2 separate regions of the Cyprinus carpio genome follow, and region 1 is linked to region 2. The links are chromatin contacts, called in public Hi-C maps. All regions are on one chromosome and are shown on one strand. The core of a region is the stretch at or near the end of the contact, and the rest is flanking DNA. Distances in the headings are between cores, read along the strand shown.

What was found. A called contact is a pair of places that touch in the nucleus more often than the background predicts.
Region 1: a Hi-C map of skeletal muscle shows a contact between it and region 2, with 1.9 times the contacts expected there. The contact joins the promoter of tcf7l2 here to the enhancer-like site in region 2. A contact is called at or near these places in 3 of 8 Hi-C or Micro-C datasets (liver and skeletal muscle).

The regions. Positions count from the first base shown.
Region 1 is chrB12:17,167,057-17,170,210 of ASM1834038v1, reverse strand. tcf7l2 (transcription factor 7-like 2) reads left to right here and starts at 1,403. Exons shown (of 14, transcript XM_042735752.1): 1 at 1,403-1,931; 2 at 2,070-2,137; 3 at 2,292-2,416. The coding sequence starts at 1,744.
Region 2 is chrB12:17,116,701-17,119,585 of ASM1834038v1, reverse strand. All of the region lies in intron 4 of tcf7l2 (transcription factor 7-like 2), which reads left to right. Among protein-coding and RNA genes, the nearest start is that of tcf7l2, 51 kb to the left of the region's middle. Within about 2 kb of position 1,350, at least 1 of the 8 cell types and tissues checked has an H3K27ac peak or open chromatin away from gene starts, as enhancers often do. A contact at or near this core is called in skeletal muscle, where this site is marked.

The DNA.
Region 1 (3,154 bases), core at 154-2,653, 51 kb before region 2:
AAATTCAGGTATAGGGAAATGAATGAAGCTTTCTGATACCTGTGTGACCTTGCCTGTTAAAATGGATGTAAGGAAATTGCTAATTTAAATATTAAATAAGTAACCAAATACTATGAGTCAGCAGGCAGATGATATTAGGCAGTGCTAGTCAAAACACACAGGAATGTCTTTGGAATATAATTCATAGCTCATACAATTTTGGCAAACTGCCCATAGGTTTTTTTTTTTTAATCTTTTATGATTTGTACATATATGTATGTATACATACACTTTAAAAAAAAAAATCCAGAATGAACAAATCAAAAGCAAATGCACACAAACAAATAAAAAAAAAAATGTTCTTGCATTTTTGTAGAGAAGAGATGTGCAACCCCCTCCCCCTTGTCTTTATTCACAATGCATACCCTTAATTAGCCTGTCTCGGAACCAACATATTTTATATATATATATATATATATATATATATACATATATATATATATATATACACACACACACACACACACACACACACACACACACACACACACACACACACATATAATACAAGACCTTTATTCATTTTAACAAGTGTGTATATATTTTAATTGCATTGTGTGTGTGTGTGTGTGTGTGTATATTCATATAATTTAATCACTTATTTTATATTAATTTATAAATAGGAAAATATATATGCATGTAAGTGTTTATATTTCCTTTAGGAAAATATTTATGCATAACTATCTTATATATTACCTTATAGGAATTTTAATACACACAAAAAAATTGTTTTTTATGTAAAATCAAAGTGACAAGCTGCAGTGGGAAGTTAGCCTACGTTTTTTGACGACGAAGATGTTGATATAATGATAAAAAAAAAAAAAAAAAAAAATCAGTAGGCTATGTAAGATTATATAGGCTTCGTAGGGTAATGCCAACACATTTTAAGTCACTAATACAAGGACATAAACAACTGTGATATAAATGCCTTGCAAGTCAAGCCTTTTTAAGTAAAATCGTTTTGAAGTGATGTTTTCAAAAATAGGATTGATTTAGAGCAATTCAGAGTGTATTGTTATCTGAGTCGGTGTTTGGAGCTAGGGGGGTTATTTCAGCCCACCGACACCTCCTAAAACAACTGCAGAAAATAAGGAAGCCGATGTGATTCTAGCTGTGTGCCGTTTCGCCTCTCAGAAACATGCAGACTACCGCACAAGTGTCTTCCGCCTATTTTCCCATTCATTCCTGTACAAAAGCAAACAGGGGCGACTCGCTTTAACTGTCCTGCTCTTCACCAAAAGCTCTTTTCCTCTCCCTCTCTCTCTATGTTTCTCGCTCAAGCCCTTTTCCCCCTCCAGTACTTTTTCCTGCCCCTCTCTATTTATGAAAACGTCACTTCAAGTCCCTCCCTGTTTGAATCTCATTAGTTTTTTTTTTTTCTTGTGTGTTTCTCCCTGTCAATAATCCCGAATCCAGACTCTCTCTATTTCCATCCCTCTCTATCTGTCAATCAGCGCCGCCTTTGAACTGAAAACCACTCCGACCAACTTCAACTCCCTCAATCCGAGCGCCTCAGCTCCGTCTCCGGCTTCTGTTTCTGCCAAGATTGCCCTCTTCTTTTTGAGTTTTGAACACTCATCCAGCCAAACGCCACTGCGAGTCCCTAAACTTAAAACTCGGGATTCGGGGATCACACCAAGATCAAGGGTTTAAAAACTTTTGGGTGTTTTTGGCCCCCCGCAAAATTAGCGCTCCTCGGGAAAAATGCCGCAGCTGAACGGCGGTGGAGGGGACGATCTGGGTGCGAACGATGAAATGATTTCCTTCAAAGACGAGGGCGAGCAGGAGGAAAAGATTTCGGAGAACTCCTCAGCAGAAAGGGATTTAGCAGATGTCAAGTCTTCTCTCGTAAACGAGTCGGAAACGAATCAAAACAGCTCTTCGGATTCCGAGGTAAGTGACAAATAACCGCGAATCCGCGACTTGTCCACAACTTTACATGCACTTTTCTTGTTTAAACACGCTGCTAACTAGCTAACGATCTCCTCGCTGTGATTATTCAATGCATTCCCTGTGTTTCGTTGCATTTCGGCGGAAAGACGGCCTCCGCCTAGATCTGAAAGTTTCAGAGACAAAACAAGAGAAAGTTTAGAGGAGGGTGAGTGCTTGTTTTCTCTAAATCATCTTTTTGCAGAGGACAACAACACGGTGCCTCGGTTCCGTTTGCTTCTGCACATACGTACAAAGTTTTTTTTATTTTTGGAATGTAACTTAAACTAAAAGTTTTCCTCTTTTCCCCCCCGCCATGTTAGCTGCGAAAAGGCAAGATGGAGGGCTGTTCAAGAGCCCACCGTACCCGGGCTATCCATTTATAATGATTCCCGACCTCACGAGCCCGTACCTCCCGAACGGATCGCTCTCACCCACCGCGCGCACAGTAAGTGTTTTTAACGTGTTTCTGCAGCCACATGCACGTAGCTAAAGCACCACGTCCATGTTTAGGGATTGCTTTGGTCGGCTCGTGAACTTCTGCCACACTTCACTCCACGCTGTACAGTGGCACGCCGTTCCCGCGGATCCGCTGTCGCTCTGAACGAACGCTGCCTGCGAGCGGCGAGTACAGTGGAACGCACAATACGCTTTCATGACGTTCACAAACACACGGCCACTGCAACTTTTAACTCTGTTGTTATATTTTCTTCTCATTTTCCACGGCTATATTTGCATACTTGGCAGGTTACCTTTGCCTTAGATTCTGTATTTTTACAGAGTTATTTATTTTAATCGTCTTACTTGAATAACTAGTGGATAAGCTCGTTTTATTCTGACTAGACGTTTAATTTACAGTAGCGGGTGTTCCGGAATTACTAAAACTGAAATGTACAAGAATGTTTGAATTTATAATAATAGTATTGTTATTACTGTCGTTATTATCGTTGTTATGATTTTTTTACACGTGAAAAAATAAAGCGTTTCTGTTATTTTGAAGCATTTAACCCTTAGAAATTAAAATGTTAAGTTTAATTGCAGCCTTAATATTTTAAAAATGAAATCAAAGTGCTGCTATAGTTAGGCTACAGTCTCCTTTTTTTCTGCCGCTTTGAATTTAATTACTGCTGAAGAAAATCGAGTAGAAATGACAAATTATTTTGACAGTTTAAATGGATGGAAATCA
Region 2 (2,885 bases), core at 101-2,600:
ACAGCACTATATATATATATATATATATATATATATATATATATATATATATATATATATATACTTTTTATGTATATATATTGTGTGTTTTTTTTTTTTATGTATTTATAATATTATATTATTAAGTAATTGTGTGTGTGTATGTATACCAGGACCCTAACTTGTAAATTTTTGTAATTGACCTCTTTAGATCGACCATTTGAAAAAAACGATTATCTCAAATGAATCAGACCTACCTAAATCAGACCTACCTAGTATTTGGTCTACCACTAATTGTTTCCAAAAGAAGCTTGTTACTGGAAAAGCTCCACTATTTTGAAAACCGCTAAGCTTTGGTTACAAACTCTAAAATGTCGTTAGAAGTTAGTAGTATCACTATTTAGTTTGTACCTTCCCATCACAGGTCTCTAGTTCTTGAGTGTATATGTGTCTGTAAATGAACTCAGCTGTGTGTTTGTTTGTATCTGTGAGCGCTTTTGTGTGTTTGCGTACAGATGCTCTCTTGTGGGCCATGAGTGAGGTATGGTGGGCTGTTCTCGTGGGGGGCTCTCGGGGGTCACTGCACACAAACGATTGAGGGATCCAGACCAAATTCAATCATTGAAATGGCAAGGCCAGCCGTGTTTCAGTAGCACCACTGACCCCGAAACCGGGAGCCAGAGGAGAGTGTGATAATCACTGTGAGAGTGCCATGTTCCTTTAGCTGTTCGATCGGCCGTGCTGCACGGCAATCGCACCCCGTCGACAACGTACCGCCGCTGAGTGTTCGCCGTCTGTTATCAAGATTTCCCAGATTTACGCATGGACAAAGACTCCATCTGCCTGTACGAAATGCATATTAATTTCTCTGAGATGGAGATAATTAGGAGTCGTCTGAGATAGGCTGTTGAGACTATGGTGGGCATTGGGATTTTACTTTCCATTTACTTTCATTGCATTGACAATTTTTTTTTTTTAAATATCTTCTTTTGTGTTTGAGAGAATATCATACAGGTTTGAAATAGCATGAGGGTGAGTAAATGGCTTTCATTTTTTGGTAAACTATCCCTACACTGGCTCATCCAATGGTGTGAGTTTGAGGATGGGACTACCTGTTTGTTCAGCCGATGGCTGACTGGTTCAGGAACTCTGTCACATGTTGACTGCAATTTCATATGGGGACAGTGGCGGCACAGAAATAACTTTCTTGAAGCTCAGAGCGACGTGTGTAATCTCCAATGCTGTCGGCAAACACAAACCATGAAGTTTGCAAGGCTCTCATTTAAGGCCTCGTACAGCAGCACTGGGGCCTGTGCCTTCCCTGTGGAGGGAAAAAACAGAACACATAATTAAGACATATGACCCGGCTGGGTCAGAATATAGCCATAGACTTAAAATATAGTAAAGAAGACAAGTCTCCGTTAATCTGTGGTTTGTGGTTTGTGTTTGAAAGCGATGTATATGAGACTGCTCAGAGTTTGTGTGAGTGTGTGTGTGTGTATGAGGGGGTGTCTTCTTGTTTTAAACGGTCTACGCAGCTATAAAAAGGTTTGGAGGAGAGTGCTCGCGTGTGTGTGAGGAGTCCTCTGTTAGACAAGCACTGTGCACATTTATGACTGGGCACACAGCTCTATTTGTGTCTGTGTTTGTGTGTGTGTGTTCTCTCCCAGGTTGCTCCACGGTCAGTGACCCATAACTCTCCCTCTGTTCCGCCTCCTAGTCCAGACTCTCGCTGTAATATATAAGCAGGTGCAGTTTGTGTGTGTGTCGGTGTGTGTGTGTGTGTGTGTGTGTGATCACATCCTCCAGTGGCTCAGGAATGATCACATTTCCTTCTGCACACTCAACTCAGTGTTTTGTCACACACTAATGATGACTATCCATCAATCAGAGGGGCGGAGCTGAGGAAATGAAGATGGATTGAATTAGTTTTTAGTGAAATGGTTGGCTATTGAGCAGCCCCGTAATTACTCTGTCAGGAGGATTGAACCGTATCAGCGAGAGGCTAACCTTAACACTTTCACCCTACTGTTAATTACGGGGACTCATAGACGGGCAGAGTCACCTCATGTCTAATAATAAGTAGATGATACTGATGGCGTAACAAGAATGCGATGGGTCTTGTTGCAGATTTTTTATTTTTTAAGTTATGGCCCATTCCCCTTCCAAAAATAATAATTCCTCAGCATATTATTATTATTATTATTATTAATTTTGAAATTAAGTTTAAATTTGTTTAGTTTAATTTTGAAATTAAAACAATTATTTTAGTTCTTTATTGTTTTTTATTTTGATATGATATTATATAGTGATTTAATTTTTTTATATAATAATAATAATAACTATTTTATATTATTATTGTTGTTGTGTTATAGGCTAACATTTTTAAGGCTTTGTAGGGGAAAGATTATCATGATTTGGTAGGATTATTATTTTTAATATTAATGTTATTATAATTATTATACATTTTTAATTATATTCAATAAAAATAATAATAATGTCAGTTTTTGTTGAAGAAGCCCTAAATGATTTTCGTTGGCTTGATTTCCAAGCATTGGCAGGCTGTTTTTGACAAAAAAAAAATAAAAAAAAAAAAAAAATCTGTCATTCTAAAATTAATCTTACATATTTTAATACAAAATAATATATAAAAAAATTTAATAAATAAATATATATATATATATATATATATATATATATATATATATATTATTATTATTATTATTTTTATTTTTTTTTTTTTTTTATTTTTTTGGATGACCATCTATTAATGTGCTATAGTGTATAGCATCAATAACATTTGGCAGTAACTCAATAATTAGTCATATTTAGCTGTTGACTCATCATCATTGCCCCACTGAATTTGTGCAGTTATGTGTTGGAAAAAAGGGAAATTTCAAAATGTG